7 separate regions of the Mus musculus genome follow, and regions 1, 3, 4, 5, 6 and 7 are each linked to region 2. Evidence: chromatin contacts called from public promoter capture Hi-C data. All regions are on one chromosome and are shown on one strand. Each heading gives the region's core, a stretch centred on a gene start, on an enhancer-like site or on the middle of the called end of the contact. The rest is flanking DNA. Distances are from core to core; before and after follow the strand shown. Region 1 overlaps A930006I01Rik (RIKEN cDNA A930006I01 gene). Region 2 holds the start of Commd9 (COMM domain containing 9). Region 3 holds the start of Pdhx (pyruvate dehydrogenase complex, component X). Region 4 overlaps Pdhx (pyruvate dehydrogenase complex, component X). Region 5 has its middle 32 kb from the start of Gm34483. Region 6 holds the start of 4930547E08Rik (RIKEN cDNA 4930547E08 gene). Region 7 holds the start of Nat10 (N-acetyltransferase 10).

The links. Promoter capture Hi-C pulls out the DNA fragments that hold promoters and counts their contacts.
Region 1: a promoter capture Hi-C map of hippocampal neurons shows a contact between it and region 2, with 6 times the contacts expected there. The contact joins the enhancer-like site here to the promoter of Commd9 in region 2. A contact is called at or near these places in 11 of 39 promoter capture datasets (the 3T3-L1 cell line, 3T3-L1-derived adipocytes, the HPC-7 cell line and 7 more) and 1 of 9 other capture datasets (macrophages).
Region 3: a contact with region 2 is called in a promoter capture Hi-C map of pre-B cells, with 6 times the contacts expected there. The contact joins the promoter of Pdhx here to the promoter of Commd9 in region 2. A contact is called at or near these places in 6 of 39 promoter capture datasets (the 3T3-L1 cell line, the C10 cell line, the HPC-7 cell line and 4 more), 5 of 484 Hi-C or Micro-C datasets (CD4 T cells, adipose-derived mesenchymal stem cells, cerebellar granule neurons and 2 more), 3 of 115 datasets of contacts at active chromatin or transcription factors (astrocytes, fibro-adipogenic progenitors and large pre-B cells) and 4 of 9 other capture datasets (adipose tissue, embryonic stem cells, liver and 1 more).
Region 4: a contact with region 2 is called in a promoter capture Hi-C map of neutrophils, with 5 times the contacts expected there. The contact joins the enhancer-like site here to the promoter of Commd9 in region 2. A contact is called at or near these places in 8 of 39 promoter capture datasets (the 3T3-L1 cell line, 3T3-L1-derived adipocytes, the C10 cell line and 4 more), 1 of 484 Hi-C or Micro-C datasets (ventricular fibroblasts), 1 of 115 datasets of contacts at active chromatin or transcription factors (astrocytes) and 1 of 9 other capture datasets (macrophages).
Region 5: a promoter capture Hi-C map of the HPC-7 cell line shows a contact between it and region 2, with 5 times the contacts expected there. The contact joins the enhancer-like site here to the promoter of Commd9 in region 2. A contact is called at or near these places in 7 of 39 promoter capture datasets (the 3T3-L1 cell line, the HPC-7 cell line, embryonic stem cells and 3 more), 2 of 484 Hi-C or Micro-C datasets (B cells and the HPC-7 cell line) and 1 of 9 other capture datasets (macrophages).
Region 6: a promoter capture Hi-C map of pre-B cells shows a contact between it and region 2, with 3 times the contacts expected there. The contact joins the promoter of 4930547E08Rik here to the promoter of Commd9 in region 2. A contact is called at or near these places in 3 of 39 promoter capture datasets (liver, neutrophils and pre-B cells).
Region 7: a promoter capture Hi-C map of pre-B cells shows a contact between it and region 2, with 5 times the contacts expected there. The contact joins the promoter of Nat10 here to the promoter of Commd9 in region 2. A contact is called at or near these places in 1 of 39 promoter capture datasets (pre-B cells) and 1 of 9 other capture datasets (liver).

What each region holds. Positions count from the first base shown.
Region 1 is chr2:103,346,026-103,349,108 of GRCm38.p6, reverse strand. All of the region lies in intron 1 of A930006I01Rik (RIKEN cDNA A930006I01 gene), which reads left to right. Among named protein-coding and RNA genes, the nearest start is that of A930006I01Rik, 25 kb to the left of the region's middle. Within about 2 kb of position 1,563, at least 34 of the 459 cell types and tissues checked have an H3K27ac peak or open chromatin away from gene starts, as enhancers often do.
Region 2 is chr2:101,884,955-101,888,090 of GRCm38.p6, reverse strand. Commd9 (COMM domain containing 9) reads right to left here and starts at 1,829. Exons shown (of 6, transcript NM_029635.3): 1 at 1,772-1,829. The coding sequence starts at 1,822.
Region 3 is chr2:103,072,036-103,074,986 of GRCm38.p6, reverse strand. It overlaps Pdhx (pyruvate dehydrogenase complex, component X), which reads left to right and starts at 1,474. Exons shown (of 11, transcript NM_175094.5): 1 at 1,474-1,697. The coding sequence starts at 1,538. It overlaps Apip (APAF1 interacting protein), which reads right to left and starts at 1,312. Exons shown (of 7, transcript NM_019735.4): 1 at 1,146-1,312. The coding sequence starts at 1,199.
Region 4 is chr2:103,029,101-103,032,159 of GRCm38.p6, reverse strand. It overlaps Pdhx (pyruvate dehydrogenase complex, component X), which reads left to right. Exons shown (of 11, transcript NM_175094.5): 8 at 1,824-1,882. Among named protein-coding and RNA genes, the nearest start is that of Pdhx, 43 kb to the left of the region's middle. Within about 2 kb of position 1,634, at least 1 of the 459 cell types and tissues checked has an H3K27ac peak or open chromatin away from gene starts, as enhancers often do.
Region 5 is chr2:102,971,630-102,974,723 of GRCm38.p6, reverse strand. No RefSeq gene overlaps it. Among named protein-coding and RNA genes, the nearest start is that of Gm34483, 32 kb to the right of the region's middle. Within about 2 kb of position 1,408, at least 50 of the 459 cell types and tissues checked have an H3K27ac peak or open chromatin away from gene starts, as enhancers often do. A contact at or near this core is called in B cells and the HPC-7 cell line, where this site is marked.
Region 6 is chr2:103,809,268-103,812,178 of GRCm38.p6, reverse strand. It overlaps 4930547E08Rik (RIKEN cDNA 4930547E08 gene), which reads left to right and starts at 1,557. Exons shown (of 4, transcript NR_040514.1): 1 at 1,557-1,706.
Region 7 is chr2:103,759,999-103,762,914 of GRCm38.p6, reverse strand. It overlaps Nat10 (N-acetyltransferase 10), which reads left to right and starts at 1,645. Exons shown (of 29, transcript NM_153126.3): 1 at 1,645-1,866.

The DNA of each region.
Region 1 (3,083 bases), core at 314-2,813, 1.5 Mb before region 2:
TGTGAACCAGTTGGTCAGTCATGAGTTTGGGTGTGGACATGCCAACTGTCACGTTGCAGATGCTCAGGAGAAGCCGTTGTGAGCGTGGTGTATAGGGGGAGAGGTGGGCTGTGGGTCTCCATTTGGGAATCATCAGCCTAGAGATGGTACTTAGACGCTGAATTGTTTCTTCACAGAGGGAGGGTGGATGCAGAAGAGTAGAGCATGAGAGTACAGGTTTCAGGTCATGATGTTCAGAGGGTGGGGCATCAGGAGGACAGCTGGTATTTATAAACACTAGAACGAGAATATGAGAATCGATATCAGGACATTTACCAAAGCACTATCTGGTAGGGGGTGACAGAACAAGTCCACAGAAAGCTCTCCCAACGGTACAACAGATCCAGGCTGGTGGCCCCATCACCGCCAAGCAAGGGTGATGCTGTGCCCTGCTGTGCTGCTCTCTCAAAAAATGTGAGCGTTGTCTCTAAGCCAATTGTAAATGATGGCCAGGGTCATAGGGTTTTCTAACATGCTGGGCAGTCAGGCAAACAGCTGTAGGAGTGGTTGCAGGGAGACTGGGGGGCTGTAGGTGACAGGCAGGGATAACTCGGGGTGACAGACTCTCTAGCTGCTCCCCAGAAGCCATAGTTATGGGAGAAGCCATAGTTTCCTCAGAAGCACTTGGCACGTTGTCCGGACAGCAAGAGAAGCCAGTGCTGCCATTGATAGCTGTGTGACTTCAGGAAAATTGCTCAATGTCTCCCAAGCTCTATTTCCTCGTCGCTCATGACTAATAATTCCGTCCATGGGGGTATTTGTAAAGATTAAAGAATGTTAAGTACATTAATGCGTGTAGTGAACTGCAAAGCTATATGCAAATACAAGCGTTGGAACTAAGGAGGTCTGTGATTCCTGGCTCCATTTACACAAGAATGGATTGTCACACTTTGCATAAGTGATGGGTTTTCCTTTCTGAAGTTACTTCTTTGAGATCCCTAATCCTTACCATTGGGAGAAAGACTGGGGTTAGGAGAGAGGAGAAGGGTAACACAGGAGGTGAATGACCAAAGCACATTAATACATGTTTGAAAACATCTTAATGACACCCATTATTTTGTACAATGAGTTAGGCTGGTGGGGGGGAGACAAAATCGATATTTTAGAGAAAAAAAAAAGCTTCACAAACTGAAAGTGTCTTCCATTATTTGCTTTAGAGTTAAAGCATGAGCCACCATCCTTGGACTGGGAACACAAGAAAGACATTTCACTTCCCCCATCAATGATTTCTCTCTCCCTCCGGTTCCTTATCTGCCTCCTCCTTATCTCAGAAAAGCCTTTAGCCGGTTGCCAGGAGAGATGGCTGATCTTTCTCTTCTGCCTCCCGCAATGCTGATAAAAAGCAGGAGGGGGCACAAGGGATGGAAACAATTCTGGTCCTGCCAGCCTCAGTCCAAGGAGCATTTTAGGCCAGGGGATGGGGTTCCCCTGCTGGGGGCGGGGAGATCAGTAGGTCTGTGTGTTCCAGTCTCGACAGTCCAAAACCCTCTCTTGACATTGGGAAAGTCAGTGAGTTGGATTCAAGCTTTAGGGACTCTTTGGCTGCAGTCTGGTTACTTCTGCATGCAGCCACTAGATGGCAATGTCTTCCTAACCCTAAAGCAAGGTTTTGCTTTGGAAAAATGCCAAGTTTTAACACAGACAAACCACACACACACACACACACAGACACACAGACACACAGACACACAGACACACACAGACACACACACACACACACACACAGACACACAGACACACAGACACACACACACACACACACACACAGAGACACACACACACACACACACACACACACACACACACACACTTGTTCTCCCCTAAAGTGCAAAATAATATCCATATCAATAGGGAAGCAAAGAACGTTCTTTCTGAAAACTCTGGGTAAGTTAGTGATGCAGACAGACAGGGCACCTGCTGGAAGGAGGCATATTTGTGAGGACTGAGGTCTTCATTGAAGATGTCTTCAGTGGCTGCAGACAGTGTCATCAGGGAGCTATGGGAACTGTTGGGTATTAGGAAGCTGCAGAGGTCATGGAGATGTGCCCTAGATGGAAGGTTTGTGTGAAGAACCCTGCAAAACTCTGGCCCATGCCAAGTGCCGCCTGGCCTTGCAGAAGTTGGCCTTGCAGACACATGCCCAGGGCTGGCTGTTAAGACTGTCCTGGCAGAATCAAGGACCTCCTTTGCAGGCAAGGAATTCAGAGAGAGACAGTGCGATGGGAGCCTTCTCTTGTAGATGGGGAAACTGAGGTCAGAGCAAGGAAGGTCTCTGGAGTCTGTCTTCTTGCTAAGTTTCTTTGCATGTAAACAGCCCAATTGACTTTAAATGGCTTTTCCCAATGTCTCATGCTCTTTGATGAGCTAGCATAGCTTCTTAAGCTTCCTGGCTCCAGCTTGCCAAGCGCCAGTGTCTATGCAAACCCGGGCATGCTGCAGTGGTTGAGGTTCCAATAGCAGATGAATATGTTCAAAGCCATCCAGCAGCCAAGTGATCCGGTAGAGGAGAAAAGTCATTCCAAGTAATCGCTTATTAACTCGCCAAGCAATCTCACATCTCACCGTAGATGCTTTGCAGCTAATAATGATAATAATAAGTACTTATTTAGTGCTTCTTGTAGATCAGTCTCCATTTTAATCAGTTAGTATCATAGAGCCACATTATTCCAACAACACCATGAAATAGATCCTACTGCCATTTTTTTGAGTCAGGAGCTGTCTGTCTATACAGCTCAGGCTGTCCTGGAACACAGGAGAAATGCCCCCCCCCCCCCCCGCCTCAGTTTCCACAGTGCTTGGATTACCGATATCTGCTGACAAATTTGGTTCAGTTATTACTCTGTCTGTGTTACAGGTCCAATAGGGTAAATCAGAGAAGGTAAATAACTCGCCTACGGTTACACAGCTGGAAGGCACAGAGCCAACATCACACCCTGCTTTGCCTAACTCCAGAGCAGATCTTTTAGCATTCCTGCCATGAAGTTGCTTATGACACTTTCTCCCATGTGTAGGCTCTGACAGAGGCACTTGTCAGAGTTTCGGAC
Region 2 (3,136 bases), core at 580-3,079:
TTTTTCAACAGACCAATGAGCAAACAAATAGAATACACTACAGAATACTTCGAAGAAATAAAAAGGAAGCAATTGTGAATACCTATGATTTGTATGATTCTCTCTGGAGTAGTGGTCTCTCGGTCTTCCTAATGCTGCAACCCTTTAATACAGTCCCTCACGTTGTGGTGACCCCAACCATAACATTATTTTATTGCTATTTCATAGTTTATATCGTGATGTAAATATCTGCTATTCAGGAAAACTGATATGCAACCACAAAGGGGTTTCGATCTACAGCTTGAGAATTAGGCTTAGTGAGGAAAGCCAATCCACAAACATCATCTACACCAAGATTTACAAACGTTCTTGAAATGAAAACTAATGATACAAGAATGTTGAAGTGTCAAGGAATTCTGGAGGCCAACTGCAAGTGAGCTTGGCTGTAAGATGTCAACCCAGGGGTCTTACATAGATAGCTATGCCTTGGAGCTTTACTGGATCAATGTAAATACCCCAACTGTGATATTGTTCTGTAGATATCCAGGAAGTCACCATTAAGGAACATGGGACAAAAATCTCTCTGCATTATTTCCCACAACTACAGGAGATATTATAGTTAGCTTTTAATAAAGTGTATTTAAACAATAGAGCAGTGAAAATGAGCTATTGCTACAATCATGACTGGAAGCCAGATGTGAACACTGATATGAAGAAGTGTTCCATTTCTGTGGAGTTCAGAGACTGAGTAATAGTACATGGTGTCCGAAGCTATGCACTGTTGGGAAGGCAAGTGAAGTAAGTAACCAGGGAGGCACTGGGGGTACTGGTGTCTCAGTCTGTGGTCTGGTGTTGGCTACATGAGTGTGTAGTCATTAAGGGAATTACTAATGATTTCAGTATGCTATATGTTATTTTCCAAAACTTACCAAGGAAAAGAAAATGTCCCAAGACAAGCAAGCATGGAAAAGGAATGGCTTAAATCAACCACAAGGAAGAGAAAAAGCTGCTAAGGAGAACTCTTGGATCCTAGTCACAGCTCCACTATACTAAAGCCCTTCATAGCTATTTCTTCGGCACATACTGGGTGCCAGGTCTTGTTCTTGTTGGCATAGGCTTGTGAACAATGAAGTCAAAGTGCTCAGGAGTGGACTGAGCAAATGCACACTAGGAAGATGGATAACGGAAAGGGCATTATATGTGTGACTTATAATGACAGTGTCACGAGGATCATTTCTGATCTTCAACTGGATAAGAGAGAAGAAAGGAAAACAAGAAGAAACAGAAATCATGTTCCTCAGAAGAGAACACAAAGACATCCATGGTGTGTGCACACTAGTAATAAGTCCTAAGAGGGAATGCAAAGCCACCCTTCTAAGGAGTAACTCAAACTTTATGACGTCCCTAGAAGTACTAGGGTGACAAGAAGGAGAGAATTTCCCTGAGAGAGGCGTAAAGACTGGGATGAAATGGGAACTGGTGACTGTCACCCAAGTGCTCCAATCTATAAAACCACTCGTGGTCACTAATTCTTGGGTGTATTTACATCGACTATCTGATTTTTACTTCCACCTTAATATCTGGGCGTGATTAATTTTGTTGCTCCTGTTTAAAAGCTCAGAAAGGCTGAACGATTTTCTCAGGGTCACACAAAGAAGCACTGACGCGCGGCGGGTAGGGTGGGAGTGGGACAATGCTCCAAGTCAGGGCCGGTTTATTCCCAATTCTTGCTTTGCACCAAGTCCCAGACCCTAAGACGGTGGCCGCACGCGTCCCCACCCCTTCAAGATACCTTCAGTAGGCTCTGGAGCGCCACGAAATGCTCTGCTGTCAAGGCCGCCATCTTTCTGGAGTCACGTGACAGCCGGAGCAAGCGGAGCGTGCCTCGTGACCCCTCGCAGGACATGCTGGGAGTTGTAGTTCTTCACCGTGGCTGGCGGGAACGGCGTGCAAAGAACCAGGAAGTCTTCCTCCTGTATGACTAAGCTCAAAGACCAGAGGGCTGAGATACTGAGAGAACTCGGATATAGAATGATTTCCAGGGAACAACTGGCTGGACATCCTAGGTCAGGGAAACTGGTTTTGCCTTTGCCCCTCTGGGTAGGCTGGCTGATCTGGTGAATGCACCTGCAGACTTGGCAGACACCTTGGCAACTTAGATGCCCAGAAGAGATCGGCCTACTCACCATCTGGATTTAAATGAAGCTTTGCCTATTTGAATTCTTGGAATTCACACACACACACACACACACACACACACACACGCTCACATGCCTGCAGTACTCCCTAAAAACAAAACAAAACAAAAAAAACAAAAAACAAAAAACAACGCTTCAAGGCATATAGTTTCTTCTCTGTTTGTGGAGAGATAGGAGCCTTTGTAACTAGCCTTATCCAGACAGTCAAGCTAAGTCACTTAGGGTTCTTAGTAACTTTCCTGTGGTCCAAGAAGAGGTCTGGTTTGAAGGGCAGCTGATTAGGAAAGGGGTTAGAAAGGAAGAAGGCGTGTGAAGATATTGACTATCTTAGCTCTGTGCACCTCCGGCACGGTCTCTTCTGTCTGCATTCTTTCCCTTAAAACTGAGTGTTGAGGGTCATGCAGCAAGACCTGCCAACACCTTCCTCAGAGGCAGACCCTCCAGTCTTCAGAGAGTCTGAAAGTGGCAGTCGCTGGGTCAAAGGCTTAACTACAACCTTGCTATGGGTTGAGTCTGAAATCTGTTTTGCAGGTTCATCCTGTGGTCACTTGGACCCTAGCTTTGTGGGACTGCTGAATGTTAGAACCCTTAGGATCTGGGACCTTGCTAGTGAAGGTCTCTAGTGGCAGGCCTTTGGGGGTTATGCTGCTTCTGGTTCTGGCCTGATTGCATGGTGTCTTGTCTGCTGCTGTGTAAGAAGTCTTGGCTGTACATTATTGCCACCCTGCTCTGCCATGTTGGACTACAACTTCTGAAACCATGAACCAGAATAAATCTTCCTCCTCTAAGTTGTTTCCATCTAGTTCCTGTCACAGTGACACACCAGTAACCAATGCACTTGAGAAATTGAAAGCATAACAACTCAACTGAGCCATCCCAGGCTTTCTGGCTTTGAAATATTGTATAAGTCTTTAGGTGTAGCCTTTCCATGTCTTGATTCAAAGTGGCTGCAGGCTGTG
Region 3 (2,951 bases), core at 225-2,724, 1.2 Mb before region 2:
CAAAGTCGTTTATTTGATCTGCACAACACTTAGAACTCAAGCCAACATTTTTGAATCAGGAAATTTCACACAGAATATGACTTTCTAAGTGTCCCTCAAAAAAGCAGAATTTGACACTGCGTCTATACCTCCAAACAGCAAGAAGAGGCTAGAGACATGTAATGAGATCTCTAGTTGAGGTATATGGTGGTCCTAGAGTTTTCTTTGTGGTTTCCTCAAAATATGGGCCAATCTAAAATGCTAGGTATTCAAAAGTCTTTGACAAATCACCATCTGAAACCACCCACTTCTCCTTCTATACTTGAAAAACATCTTCAGCTTCTTTTTTGTATGTGGCTATTTTCTGTCTTGATAAATTCAATCACAGCTCTTGAATCACAGGTTATTTTGCTGATCTGGCACAACACTTAGTATGAAAAAAAAATCTGTATTTCTATGATGACCGTCACCAAGATTTACTAATAAGGGATGACAAACATGTCTGCTATCAATGCACCTTGATTCTGATACATTGCTTCTACTTTCCTCGTTCTCCATATATAGGGATGGCCACCAGGGACCTGTGTCCTATATGCAAAATCTCCCTTTCAGTCGTGCCTAATTTCAAGGTTTATAAAGAATTTGTGAAAAGCCACTTATTCCAAGACAATAATAGTTCAGATGCTCTGCATTAAATATTTCCTGTTTTATTTTAAATTGAGACCCCTTGGCTAGACGAAAGGTTAGTAAAGATATAATTTTGTGGACTTCCCCTGAGTCTTCTGCAGGGCTTATCAGTTAGTATCGAAGCTGTTTATTCTTCTAGTTCGCTAGTTCACCATTTTCTTAGCACTAGAAGGCATTTCATAAGCCTGCGTCCTGTTTAACTGAAAGAAAACCCATGTTGCCCCAGGGCCCATTTTCCTTAAAGAAGAATCATTTCCAAGAGCTCCCACCTCATAACGTCAAGTAAGATAGGCAAGGACAACTGCCCAAAAGAGTGCCCTTTGGGGTGCCTGACAATTCCGGTAGAGCAGTCCTACTAGCACAGAGGGGCCTCTGACTTTCGCGGACTGGGTTAGGAATTAGCCGCCTAGAGCTCCTGGCCGAAGCCCCACCCCGCGGCCCGTGACCCCACCTCGCCTGCTGTAGACCGCCGTCCTTACCTGCGCGCCACACGGCCGCGAGCAACAGTCTCCTTGAGCTTGACAGCCAGACATGGTTCTGACTCTGCTCCGTTATCTGTCCCGCGCTCGTTCCAAGTCTGAGCGGCCGGCAGAACGCTATTAGGCGACAGAGCGGGCAGCCTGGGGGCGGAGCAAGAGTGAGAGGCGGAGTCTGAGGGGGACCTCGTCCCTTTGGAGAATCTGCGGCGGCGCAAACCGGCCGGTGGGCGTGCCCGTGAAGGTTGGAGGCGGTGTTAGAAGGACTAGTCCTCCAGTCCAAGGCGGGGAGCGTGCGCTGTGGGCGGGGCCAGCCCATGCAAGGCGGGGCCTGGACGGGCCTTGAGGCCGCCAATCTAGTTGACTTGCGAGCTTTCCCGGAGAAAGCCGGGAAGATGGCGGCCTCCTGGAGGCTTCACTGTAACCAGCCGCTGCTTCGGTACCTTCTGGGATTTAGCAGCCGTCGAAGCCTGGGACTGGCTCAGGGTGCTGCTGCTTGGCCTGTCGACCGTGGAGCAAGTTGGAGGTGGTTTCACAGTACTCAGCTGCTGCAGGGTGAGTGGCTTGCGCTCGCTCCACTTCTCTCTTTAGCTGAGCAATGGGGCCTGGGTCAGGGGCTTTCTTGATTGGGGACACGGTTTGTGAGGTTAAGTGCGGACTCTTCCTGTTCCTTTCAACCTCCCCCAGAAACGGGCCTGCTGACTTAGCCTATGGCATGCGGCAAAAGAACTGTCTTCAGACTTGGGAGAGCATGGTTCCGTCCTTGGCCTGCCTTCAGGGCTACATGGCTTCTCTGTGACCTTGCTTTAGAATTTGAGAAATTTCGATGTCACCTAGGGAGGGTCTGTTTTAAATCCCTCTATTTTAGACCCTTATCAATCACATGTCAAATTTCTTTAATTTTACCATTCCTCTCTAATGTAATATAGCTGCCCATACATTCAAAGCCACTATTACCCATACTGATTCATTCAAAGGACCTGTCCCTATTGGAAAACTTTAAATCTTACTGCACTTAATGTATGCAGCATACAAGACTTAACTTAGAAAATACAGAATCACAGACATTGCTAGAATGTTTCAAGTAAAATATGTGGCATGAAATTCATACAGCCTATTACATAAAATTGTTCTTAAGCAGTGATATTGAACTCGGAGATATACCCACTGTCCTTCCGTTATTTAACATACAGCATATAAAATGGCAGACCTGGCATTATTCTTCCTTACGTGTATGAATATGGGCTGGGGGTTAGGATGGGGGCACAGAAAACAGTTTTAGAAACCATTAGACATTTAAGTAATCATTCTTACCACCACCTGGTACAGTAGGCCTAGCCCACACTTTCTGAGCTGTCTGAGGCCACAAAACAAAACAAAAAAAAAGAAAAAGAAAAACAATAAAATCCGTGTGCTGAGATTTCTAAAGAGGGGCTAATAGGGACAATTTACCTAAGTCATTTTTGGAGTAATGTTTAATAAATACTTCCTGGATATTGTCTTTAACTGTATAGTATATAATATTTTCTCTGCCTGGTCCTCATTTGTTAAAACTGAACTTGCCTACACTTAGCAGAAACTCTGACTCAGGAATCTGCACCTTATACTGTTGTGAGTTTAATGGAGCACACTTTTGAGACTCCCTGCCTCAAAACATCGAGGAATATGAAAGCTTAGATTGGGAAAAATACCTGTGAAATGGCCTATCCTTGCTTGTGAGGTCTTTTTGAGAGTGTGAATTTCCTAAACTCTGTTTAAAAAGGAAAGAGTGTGTGTTCTTAGACACAAAAAATGAGTAGTTTCCAAGAT
Region 4 (3,059 bases), core at 385-2,884, 1.1 Mb before region 2:
GAAGTTTTTATAGATCTTTTTCAGGTTGAGGAAACTCCCATTCTCTGATTCTGAGAATTTTAAGCATGAGTAGATGCTGAATTTTTTCACAAACTTGTTTGTTTTCATCTTGGTTAAAATGACAAATTACATTAGTTGGATATCAATTGTTCAATCAACCTGATAATCCTCATACAAAGCTTTTTCATGTAGTTTGGTTTTATTAACATTTCATTAAGAGTCTTCATATTGGCTGAGTGTTAGTGGACTCAGGAGGTTGAGACAGAGGATTCCAAGTCCCAGGCAGGTCTGAACTATGTATAATTGCATGGGTACCCATAAGAGATACTCCCCTTCTGCTATCTTTCTTTGAGTTCATTCGTGTTCCCGGTGTTTGTCTTCAGTTCTAGTAGAAGAGTTAGTTAGGAAATGTGTCTTACTCCTATATGCTATAGAATGTTTAGTACAATAGGGTTCTCTCTTTAATGTTGATAGAGTTTAAGAGTGAAACTCTTTATGTCTGGGATTTTAATTGATACTTGGGGTTTAGTTGATTGTTTAGTTGGCTGGTTAGCTGATTGGTTGGATGTTCTGGTAAGTTCTGTCTGTGTAGCCCACAGAAACTCATGATCATCCTATCCCTGCTCTCCAGGTGTACATTACCATATTCAGTTTTTAATTATGTATGTGTTAATTACTACTACTAGGACTTGAAATTTCCCATAGTAAGGGATTTTTATTTAAAAAGTACTTGAGATGAAGTGACCTTTGCATACATTAGATTTGAGAGGTCTTGCTTTGGAGGTAGAGAGCATCTTATGTATGCAGCTGAATGTATGGTCCCGAAGCTCTGAGTATGTAAGGTTAGAAATACAATTTTGGAGGTATGGTAACCGTCTTCTAGATGGCATCAGAATCACCAGTCTTCAAGTTCCCGTCTGGGTTGCAGGGACATGGAGAGAGGGGGCCAACAGTAAATGAGTAGACAGGAGAAGAAAACTGGATGAGTCTGGGCAACCAAGAAAGCCAGTGAATGTAAGTGTGGAAAGGAAGAAAGTGAGGAAGGGCAGGGGCCGTCTTCAGGCTGCAGTACGAAGAGAACAGGCTTTTAGGTAAGGTGATGGACTTGAGTGCTGCCAGAGGCTGGCATACGGCTGCTGTGGCACTGAGCTAAAAAGGAGCTCCCATTTAGTGACCCTGTTTTATATTTAAAGGTGCTTGTCTTAAATTCTTTTTGTCATACACTCTGTTAGATAAAGGGGAAATTTAAGCACTCTTTACAAACACAATCATCTATTTGATATATTTACATACTCTACTCTTCTAATATTATCAATGTATTATAAAATGTGCACAGAACAGAGCCATTTGAAAATGAAGAAGACTGACCGGCACACGAGTACAGAGACTGTTTGCCCTTTAGAGCCATGGTAGTTGGGACTTCTATTCAGTCATAGTGGTGCTGTGCTCTCCCAGCTCATGTGCACGCTTGCTGAATGCCTTCACAAAATGCTAATCAGGGCTTAGAAGTGAACGTTCTGATGGACGAATCCTGAAAACTGAATGCAAGGCCTGAGCATGGTAAGCACAGGTTACCTGTAGACTGTACTCCACCCTACAAGTAAACGGTGTGCTCTCCCTTAGCCCCGTGTGTAGCACTTCATGCAATCCATGTTTTGCTAAGCAAGGAAATGTGTTTCACAAAGCAAACAGACTTGTTTTTCATCACTGTGTGCCAGACTTTTCCATACTCTACCAGTTTGATATCACAAGGGCCAGTGTTAAAGTATTACAAATACTGGTTTTAATATTAATAATTAATTAATAACTTATTCTTCTTTCAGATGACATTAAAGTCTCAGTAAATGACTTTATCATCAGAGCAGCAGCTGTTACTCTTAAAGTAAGTGGCCAAACCAAAATAATTGTGGCTTTTAAGTGTCTCTTGGCTTAAAATGTGTATACTTTTGTTGCTAAAATATTGTATTATTTAGTTTAGTTGCTTTACAGGTAAGGAAACTGAGAATCAAAAGAGTTCCCAAAGTAATTGTAGCAGAATGAAGAGCATCTGTACAGTCCACACTGTTTGATCCCTTGTCCTCGGAGAAGGGCCAGCCAGCACTGGAGATGAGGGGTGGTCAGCAGAAGCCCGCATCACCTATACTGCTGCTTCACAGTTACCCAGGGCCTGGTCAAAGTGAATTCTGGCTCTCTTCTCTTTATCTTTATCCATCCACACTTTAAGTAATTAATAGAGGTTTGCAGTTTCCTAGTAAAATAACTGGATCTAGTTGATTTTGGTGCTTTCTCCTTTACTTTGTAGATACTGCTTTGTGCCTGAATTTGCAGTCTTCTCTTCATTTTTAAAACATCTAGCTCCCAGAAAGTTGCTCCTCTCATGCAGTTTCCCAATTATCTAAGCCCAGAGCCTCTGGCTGCTGTGGTTGTCCATGTTGATGTTGCCTGAGATGCTCTAAGCGCCACCTTGCTTGTATCGTTACCAGCTTGTTTTCCCCACTCAGCTATTATATGTTTCTTCCTTTCCTTAGGTCTGCGTGGTTAGAAAACTTGAGTGTGGAATTCATTTTAATAATTCCTTAAAAGGGTTAAGAGTTTGAATATTGTTTTGAATCCAACTTAGATCATTTTCCGTGGGTCTTCATTATGTATTCATTGATTAAATGTCATTCCAAAATAGTCTTCCTTGTTGGGGGTTTGGTGTGTTTTATATATGGGCTTGTACACGTGTGCATGTGCGCGTGCGCGTTTGTGTGCACTCGAACATGCTCCTGCACTCGAGAAGAGGGCTTCAGGCAGCTTCGAGGTGCCTGATGCAGATGCTGGGAATCAAGCATTGATCCTCTACAAGACTAGTGCATGCTTTCAACCTGGCACTCCTCTAGCCCCCTGTTCTTTGTATTGAAGAATTTGGGATCTGTTGAGGATCTTTTAACATTGTGGCATTGTTGTGAATGAACAGTTACAGAGAAATTATAATAATAACTGGCTGATTCTGAGATAAAAGAATAAAATAATCTAGATAGAGTGAAAATGTCACCCTCATAGTGCAGAAGTGACAT
Region 5 (3,094 bases), core at 159-2,658, 1.1 Mb before region 2:
CATACCTTGCTTGGGCCACACAATCTGAGTCTGGTGAAGAGTCAGGCCTAGCATTTTATGAAGAACCAGTGGCAGTGGCAGTGGGGACAGTAGTCACCATCCATCCTCTTTGCATTTAACTTTCTGTGTGACTCTTATAAGGAGCCATGTTGTATTGTATGCAGCTAGCTCTTACAGTGCTGCCTTTGGCAAAATTTAGCCCTACCGAGAATGTTGCTTTTTGCATGGAGTTTGGGGCTCTTCTGTTAGGGGTTGTGAGTCTCTGAGGGGACACTGACAGAGTCTAGTTCATAGGAAACTTCGGGATGATCAGATCTAGGAGCACCAGGGTCTTGAAGCAGTGGACCACCATTTGAATCTTCTTCTGGGGTGTGCCTCTAAGGCTGGTGCTGCTTAGATACTTCTAGTTGGTAAATAGTTTGTATTCATGAAAAAGAGAAGGAAAAAAATCACCAAGGATCCATCCAACCCACTATGCCACAGTTCCTGTTTCAGAAGGAAAACTCCATTTCCCCTTAGCTGAACATGTCTGGGGAAGAGGAGAGCTGTCCATCTAGAGAAGGCATCTGTTGAATTACAGAGTGAAATATGTTGATTCATTTTTAGGTCGTACCTCAGGTTTTGTTGTATGGCTGTGAAGACACCAGGACCAAGGCAACCCTTAAAAAAGAATGCATTTTTAATTTGAGAGTTGTTTACATGCTTACAATTTTAGAATGTTAGCCTATGATCATGGCAGGAAGCAGGCCGGCATGGGCTGGAACAGTAACTCAGAGCTTTACATTCTGATCCATAGGCAGTGGGGAGGGAGGGAAGGAGAGAGAGAGAGAGAGAGAGAGAGAGAGAGAGAGAGAGAGAGAGAGAGAGAGAGAGACTGGGCCTGGCATGTGTTTTGAAAACTTATAGCCCACCCCAGCCTCCAACAAGGCCACACTTCCTAACACTTCCTAATCCTTCCCAAATGATTCCACTGATTGGGGACCAAGCTTTCAAAAATATGGGTCTATGGGTGAACATTCTCAATCAAGCCATCATACTTGGGTACTTTGATACTAAGTAAAGCTTTGTTGAATTTTTGTAAATAAATTTAAAAATTAGACACATCGTAAAGTATATGCATTGGAAAAACTAAAGGGTAAAGCTCATATAATCAAATAAAAAGCTGTAGCCCCTGGTTTTGTATAGGATATGAATAAGGAAACCTTGGTAGGTGAAACCCGTTAACTAAGGGTCTACGGGTCAAGTCATTCTTGATTGCATCCCTGGGAAGCATTAGCTGCTGTGATGCCAATGATCTGAGCAGCAAAAGGTAATGTGTTTGCTTGGTAGCCCATTAATGGCAGGCAGAAGAGCAACTGCTAATGAACTATACAGGTTCTGCCAGCTAAAGAGGAACAGATACTGAACAGGCCCTGGTAACAGAGTCTGCCCCAGTTGCTGTGTACATCATCTGCCCTATGGTTACAATTTATTCCCTGAGGCTGCTAGGACCCACATAGATCCAAATGGACTCAACACACCTCTGTAAAGCACATGCGTAACAACATGAAGCTGCATAAAAGGAGGTCTGCAGTCCTCTCACACAATGTTAGAGACCCATATCTGTGTTCTGGAGAAAAGCAGGCAGTCATCCAAAGATGTCTCTGCTAGTCTCACCTATCCTGTGGAAGGTCCATACTTAGAGTCAGGAGTGTTGGGCTCCTGAGGTCCCTGAATACACCACAGTCTGGCATTTTGCTTAGACCATAAACTAAAAATAAGTGTCCCCAGGACTGTTCCTGTTGGCAGTGACAGTTGAACCATCACCTCGCCACAAAGACACTTGTCATTTGGGGGTTTGGAAAAGGGAAACACTTAAGTGCTAGTTTATCAGACTAAAAGAGTTTCAACAACCAGCCCAAACACAGCACCCAGTCCGCCCCCAGACTCCTGGTCAGAGGTCAGAGGTCAGAGTCTCAGCTTACAGGGGAAAGCTGAGCTTGTGACCCATGTGAGGCACAGAGGCTGCTCTTCACTTACAGCATTGAGAGGAAAGGTGAGGCAATGTGAACCCACAGCAGCTGCCTTTTAAACGTTCCCCCGGGAAGCTTTAGAAGAAAACAACAGTGTTATTTGAAAGGCGCTAGAAACATTTCCAAAATGTAGATGATCAGAGAGAGAGCTGGCAGTTCTGTGCATTATTAATATTCCCAGGTGTTTCTCATCCTGACTTTTTTTTACCAGTAAGAAGACCTTAGGGTTCAGTGGTGTGCCATAGATCAGAGCTTCGTCCTAGCCTTCTCCTATCCCTCACTCTGACCTGAAGTGAGAGTTTAATGAGAACTTGTGTGAGGAACAATTTAATATATGTCACTCACAAGCTTCCTTGACCTCAGACCCTCAATTTTATAGTATCAGGCTTTCCCACATTTCAACATTTCTTGGCTAGTTTTATTTTAATGATTATATGATATTCCATAAAATGGCTGGCTGTTGAATAGTGTAGTGAATCCAGACCCTAGCAGTAGACAAATAATTCTGTGATGGATATCTCTGGGCACCATTTTTCAAAGGAGAGTCCAGCCTTGAACCCTGCTTGGCCTGAGGCCTGAGGGTTGATACATCTATCTCTGTAAAAGGTCAGATTTAATGAGATCAAGTATAATGATCCATTTCTTGGGTCATTTACCCAGTGACCAATTTATCATTTTTCCTTTTCTTCTCATGCCTTTGGAAGCCATTCCCCACTGGGTTAGCAAGGAAACTTGAAAATTTAAATGAACACCAACTATTTTTAAGTACTTGTTGCTAAACAGAAAATCTTAAGGGAGCAAGAAACCAGACAGAAAAACTTAAGGGAGCAAGAAACCAGACAAACCAGGCTTTTACTTTTAACAACACATATTAAGGTTTTTCTTTTAATATGAAAAATGAATTTCATACTGTTACTTTAATATTTATTTCCATTTGACACTTAGGCCATTTGTGTGACAATAATAGTAATAACGTTTATTCTTAAGGGAGAAAAGGGGGTTTGCAAACCCACATTATTTTTCCTCTGAAAATATTTAACCTTATTTTCTAGAATTTTTTTTAGGATCCAAACATTGATATG
Region 6 (2,911 bases), core at 308-2,807, 1.9 Mb before region 2:
AACACTCAAAACTTGTCAGGCCTGGTGGCACAGCCCTGTAATCCCAGCTACTTATAGGGCTGAGGCAAAATGATCTTAAGTTTCAAGGTCAATCTGAATAATTTAGAGAGCCCTCTTTTTTTTTTTTTTTTTTTTTCCTTTCAAAATCAAAAGGGCTAGAGGTCATGGTTCACTAGTTGAGAACTTGTCTGGCAGGCTTAGAGCCCCAGTACCAGGACTGCCTCAGTACCATAAAATGTAGAGGTGGCTCTGCAGTTAAGAGAGTTTGCTGCTCTTCCAGAGGATCTAGGTTTGATTCCCAAAATCCATATACTAGTTCCCACCACCTACTGTAATTCCAGGTCCAGAGGATCTTCCTCTGGATGCTACAGGCACCAGGCAAGCACACAGAACACAGGCAGTTACACACATAAAAAAACAAAAACACGAAAACCAAAAAGTAAATATTCCCTGTTGGAGAATGGCTCATTAGTCATTAAGGAAGACCTGATGGCTTTTTTTTTTTTTTTTTTTTTTTTTTTTTTTTTTGTGGCGCCACCTAGGCCCTCACCTGAGTCAAGACGGAGCTGCGTATCTCCTTCCCTGCCACTGGCTGTCAGAGACCCAATGAAGTGGATGGTGAACACAGATTTCATACTTTCTGAGAAGTGCATGGTCACAGAAGTAGCTGCCGGTACTCTGGTGAAGAGTGGAAGGGTTGTGTAGTTGGAATCTGTGGTAGGGACAACAAAAAACTTTCCCATGAAGCAAGGCATCTTGGTCCACATCATAGTGTACCTGCTGTTGAGTAAGAGGAGTTCTTGTTAGAGACTAACCAGAACTGGAGAGAGGAAGTGCAAATCTATTCAGGAATGTGTTACAGATGCCAACCTCAGTGTTCTTAATTGGTTTATTGGGGATAAAAGGAGAAATATATTCTCTGAGTGACAGGTGTTACTGTGCCTCAGCAGTTAGGGCCCAGAAGAGCTAGTAGAATCCAAAAACATTTCATTCCCTCTAAAAGGGATGATGTCCTTACCTGGGTGTGGTGGTGCTTGCCTTTAATTCCAGCACCCAGGAGGCAGAGATAGACGAGATGATCTCTGCGTTCAAAACCCGCCTGGTCCATCCTGGTCTACAGAGTTCTAAGACATCCAGGATCACAGAAAAACCATGCCTTGAAGGAAAAAAAAAATGATGTCTGCCAATATGTCCTCAGAAAGCCCTTAAAAAGAAAAGAAGCCCAGAACCAAAGCACCCAAGACTCATCATCTTGTCAATCCACATACTCTGTAACACAAACACCAACTTGTTGTGTAGGGGGCGGGGCCGATGCTAAGGGCCTGGTCTCCAATTGGTTCATTTTTGTTGTTGTTTGTTTGTTTGCTTGTTTGTTTCGAGACAGGGTTTCTCTGTATAGCTCTGGCTGTCCTGGAACTCACTTTGTAAACCAGGCTGGCCTCAGAAATCCTCCTGCCTCTGCCTCCCAAGTTCCAATTGGTTCTTGATCTGTCAGTAAGGAAATCCATGGGCCAATTGCTGGGCGGAAAAGAGAGGTGGGATTTCCGGTCCCAGAAGACAGACCAGTCATAAGGGAGGAGAACAAAGTTCAACAAGCTTTGGAAAGAAGAGAATCGGGCAACCACGTGAGATCTCAAAGTGGAGTGGCTACACAGACCACTCCTACAGGCTGTTGGTCTGGGGAGTTTAGTAATTGTGCCAAGAAGGCAAGTTGAAAAGGAAGTACTGTGTGTGTGTTTTATCTGCGGATTCAAGGGAAGCTGGTACTGGGCTGGTTGTGCGGTCACTTCCCGGAGCTAAAGGCAGGTAGAGCTTAAAAATGACCTACACTCCTATACTTCATCTACAAATTGGGATCCCTAGTATTCTCTCTGGGATTCAATTAATTTGCCAAAAATGGTTCACTGAAAATCAGGTAAACATTTTGAACTCTGATAGAGGATATAGTGAAGGATTCACGTAAACACCCAGACAAAAAGATTATCAAATTAATTCAAAGGATCACACGCTGCCAGAGGAGAGGGACTCAGAGAATCACAAAGGTCTTAGGGTTCTGTGAAAATACAAATATCAAAGACCCAGTATCAGACCTGGGCAGTGGTGGTGCATGCCTTTGATCCCAGCACTTAGCACTTAGGAGTCAAAGGCAGGTAGATCTCTGTGATTTTGAGGCCAGCTTTGTCTATAAAATGAGTTCTGGGACAACCAAAGTTACACAGAGAAACTCTGTCTCAAAAAGCCAAAGTCAGCCAACCAACAAACCAACCAAACAAGCAAAGGACCCAATAGCACTCTGGCCCTGCGGTGGTGGCCCATGCCTTTAATCCCAGCACTTGAGAGGCAGAGGCAGGCGGATTTCTCAGTTCGAGGCCAGCCTGGTCTACAAATGTGAGTTCCAGGACAGCCAGGGCTATACAGTGAAACCCTGTCTCAAAAACAAACAAAAACAAACCAAACAAACAAACAAAAAAAAGAATCTCTCTGGACCCTCGGCAGTTCAACAGGGAGCAGGAAGAAGAGCTAATATGTGTTTACAACCTCACACTCACATAACCCTTTCCTCCTGAGAGCTGGTTGTTAAACTTGCCCTATGGTTGCCTTGGTATATTTCTAGACTTATAGTCTGGGAAAGATAAAACCCTCAAGTTTTGGAAGTTAATAAAATCCTGTCATGTTAGATGTTGATAGCACAAAATGCCCATGGTCAGAGACTAAAAACCAAACAACAACAACAACAACAAAACAAACAAACAAACTCCCCATCCATCCCCAAAACATGGGCTTGTTTCTGCGTGCTGCAAAGGAAAAGGAAAGTGAAGGTTCTAGATCTGTGCGAGGCTGCATATCAACCTCCTTGAATGCAGGTTTCAAAAACTGGGGAGCCTCAAGAGATGGCTCGTCGTTAGTTAAA
Region 7 (2,916 bases), core at 396-2,895, 1.9 Mb before region 2:
GGGCAAATGTAATCCAGAAAGTGCATCATTCTTCAGCAGAAATTGAGGTGTAAGTTGGAAGTGGTGAAAGGATTTCAGATTCCCTGTCACCACGGAGTATCTTGTGCCTTCAAGGATGGTTTCATCTCTGGTTTTACTTAATCCAGGTGGCCAAATCCAGCCTAGCTGTTCTGAATATTAATTCTTTATAGTTACTTTGTCTATAAATACCTAAGTCCCAAGCCCCTCAAATTCAAAAGTCACACTAAAGTGCTTGAATATTAAATGGCCAGTGAAATGGCTCTGCAGCTATCATCACTTGAAGTCAACCCAGACCAGAGTTTTGACTCCTGGGACAAAGGTGGAGGAAGAGAATTGTCTCCAAAACCCTCTAAACCTGCAGGTGTGCAGTTCCATTCCCATACCCATCTTCTCAAGCACATTTGATATTCTACACTGAGAATATTCTACATCAACTATTTTCAGTCCAACTACTTGATAGGGGCAGTTGGCAGTAAGTTGGAAGCTGTCTTTGTTGTCTTTATATTCTTCAGTAAAATCACATGCTTCCACAGCATAGACAGCTCAGCCATCTAGCACTGGCTACCCTTCCCCTGCCCTACTACTTTATCATTCTAAATCTTGACTATCTTATGGCAGTTGCCCCCGTTTGCATCCTGACCTGGTGGTTTCAGATTTTGCAGTGACTAAGGTAATCATAGCCATCATCTCTGTTCCCAAAATTCCAGTTTTTTGTTTTCATTACAACGGAAATACCATATCTGGGCTACTTAAGCAGAATCGACTAGCCTTATTTGCCCATTTTTGTCCTCTTCCTATATTGGTTCCTTTAAAAAAAAAAAAGTCGAGTACTCACAAGGGTCATTATTTCTAAGTTTTGTGTTTTGCTTGTGTCACCACCACCTTATAGGACTTGTCTGCCCATTATAACAAAGTACTGGTAGTTTTATTTTCTTAAGTGCATTTAGAACCTTAGTATTAAGTCTAGGGCTGTATTGGTGACTTAAAACAATATGGCTAGGCATCATGAAGTCTTTAAAGTCCATTGAAATTTAGATTGATATTGAAGTTGGTGCGTAAATTTGGGGAAGGAATTCGTTTTAGATAACAGAACTTGTGCCCAAAAATATAGGATAAACCGATTTCACGTGGCTCATGCTAAAAGGAAAGCAGACATACTTACGGGTATCCTTGTGGATGTGGTTGGATGAGCTTTGAGACCCAATGTTGGGCTTTTAGTACACTTGGCATGAGTAAGAAAAGCCTGCAGAGTACCGCGGCCACGATCGTTGGTACAAAGTCTACAGACATTCTCAGACTGCTGCCGGATGGAGGTTCAAGTAAGATGAATTAAACAATTACTGGGCTAGTTTCATATAAAAGTAGGGAGGTCGATAAAACAACACCTACGCTAGCAACAGCTATTGCCTTGTACAACCCTGCTATAGAGGTTTTTTTCAACATAGCAACAGTGGACGAGTTCCTGTACCAGTGGCAACGGCAAATGCGAGACACCCGGATATCTAAACGATTACTTCCGCCTGTCATAGCCAGGTTACCCGCAGCAAATGGCGAAATGGCGGCCGGGAGTTAGTGCGCAAGCGTAGCGGAGATCCGCGGCGTGTTCTTACGTCATCACTAAGCGTCGAAGCCATGGAAGGTCCCATAGCTGTAGTGGTCCCCTCCCTTCTGAGCACTTGCCCACGTGCTGTCTGCCACTTAAGCGGATTCACGTGCAGCGGCGGCCCCGGCGTAGCTCAGCTGTGTAGAATTTTCTCCAGCAGATTGGTCAGCCTGGGTAGCAACTCGGTGTCTTCACGTGCTTCCGTTGTGCAGCTGCCTGGTGTCGGCCGGAGCAGGGCGCAGGTACTCTTTGCAAGGGACTGGGTCGGATGTTGAGATGTGCGTTTGGGTCTTTCACTGGCCGGTAGGGCTGGCTCGAGTACGGAAGCTTCTGTACCGGCTGGTGCCTGTATCTTCGGACTCTTCGCCTGGACTGCCCTACAGACAGACGTTCCTGGTCCGGGATACTCTGACATGCGGGGCTGGCTTCTCGAGCGCTTTCCGGGAGTGTGGCTCCTTCCCACACTCGGGCTTCTTCTCTCTCTTTGAGAGAATGGGTTGGTGTCAAAACTATTTTCTGAGAAACTCGGCTCCTCGTAGCAGTGGTAGGCTTTGAACTAACGCGGTTTAGTCCCAGATATTCTGCTCTTAAATACTGCAGTATGCCAGTTTATTTGCACTATTTAGCTGTCTCAGTCAGGACATTTGACAGTGCACCTCGTGATGCTTAGTACCCGGTGCTGTGTGTACAAGAATGGATACAGCCGAATGAAAATGACTTGTCGATCAGGTTGTGGTGGCGTATACCGTTAATTCCAGCGCTTGGAAGGTGGAGCCTGGAGTATTTTTTGGAGCTCGAGGCCAGTCTGGTCTGCATAGTGAGACTGTTTGAAAAAACAAAACAAAGCAAACAACAACAACAACAAAACCCAATACGATTCATCTTATTTTCTCTTTCCAATAATGCTTTCCTTATGTATTAAACGTTTCTTGGAACCAGTAATTTTAGATCGTTATCAGATCCCTCACTCTGGCCATTAATTTTACATTAGTTTTGTGTGTAGTTGTATTTCATCTACTTTTAAAAGTACTTTTTAGAATTAAAGCTTGTACTCAGGGGCCTTACCTGTTAATTCTAAGACTCTCCTATTATAACAAAAAATAAGACTCCCCCCCCCCCCCCCCCCCAAGACAGGGTTTCTCTGTATAGCCCTGGCTGTCCTGGAACTCACTCTGTAGACCAGTCTGGCCTCTAACTCAGAAATCCGCCTGCTTCTGCCTCCCAAGTGCTGGGATTAAAGGCGTGGGCCACCACTGCCTGACAAGATAAGACTTTTAACAATTAAGCTGGAC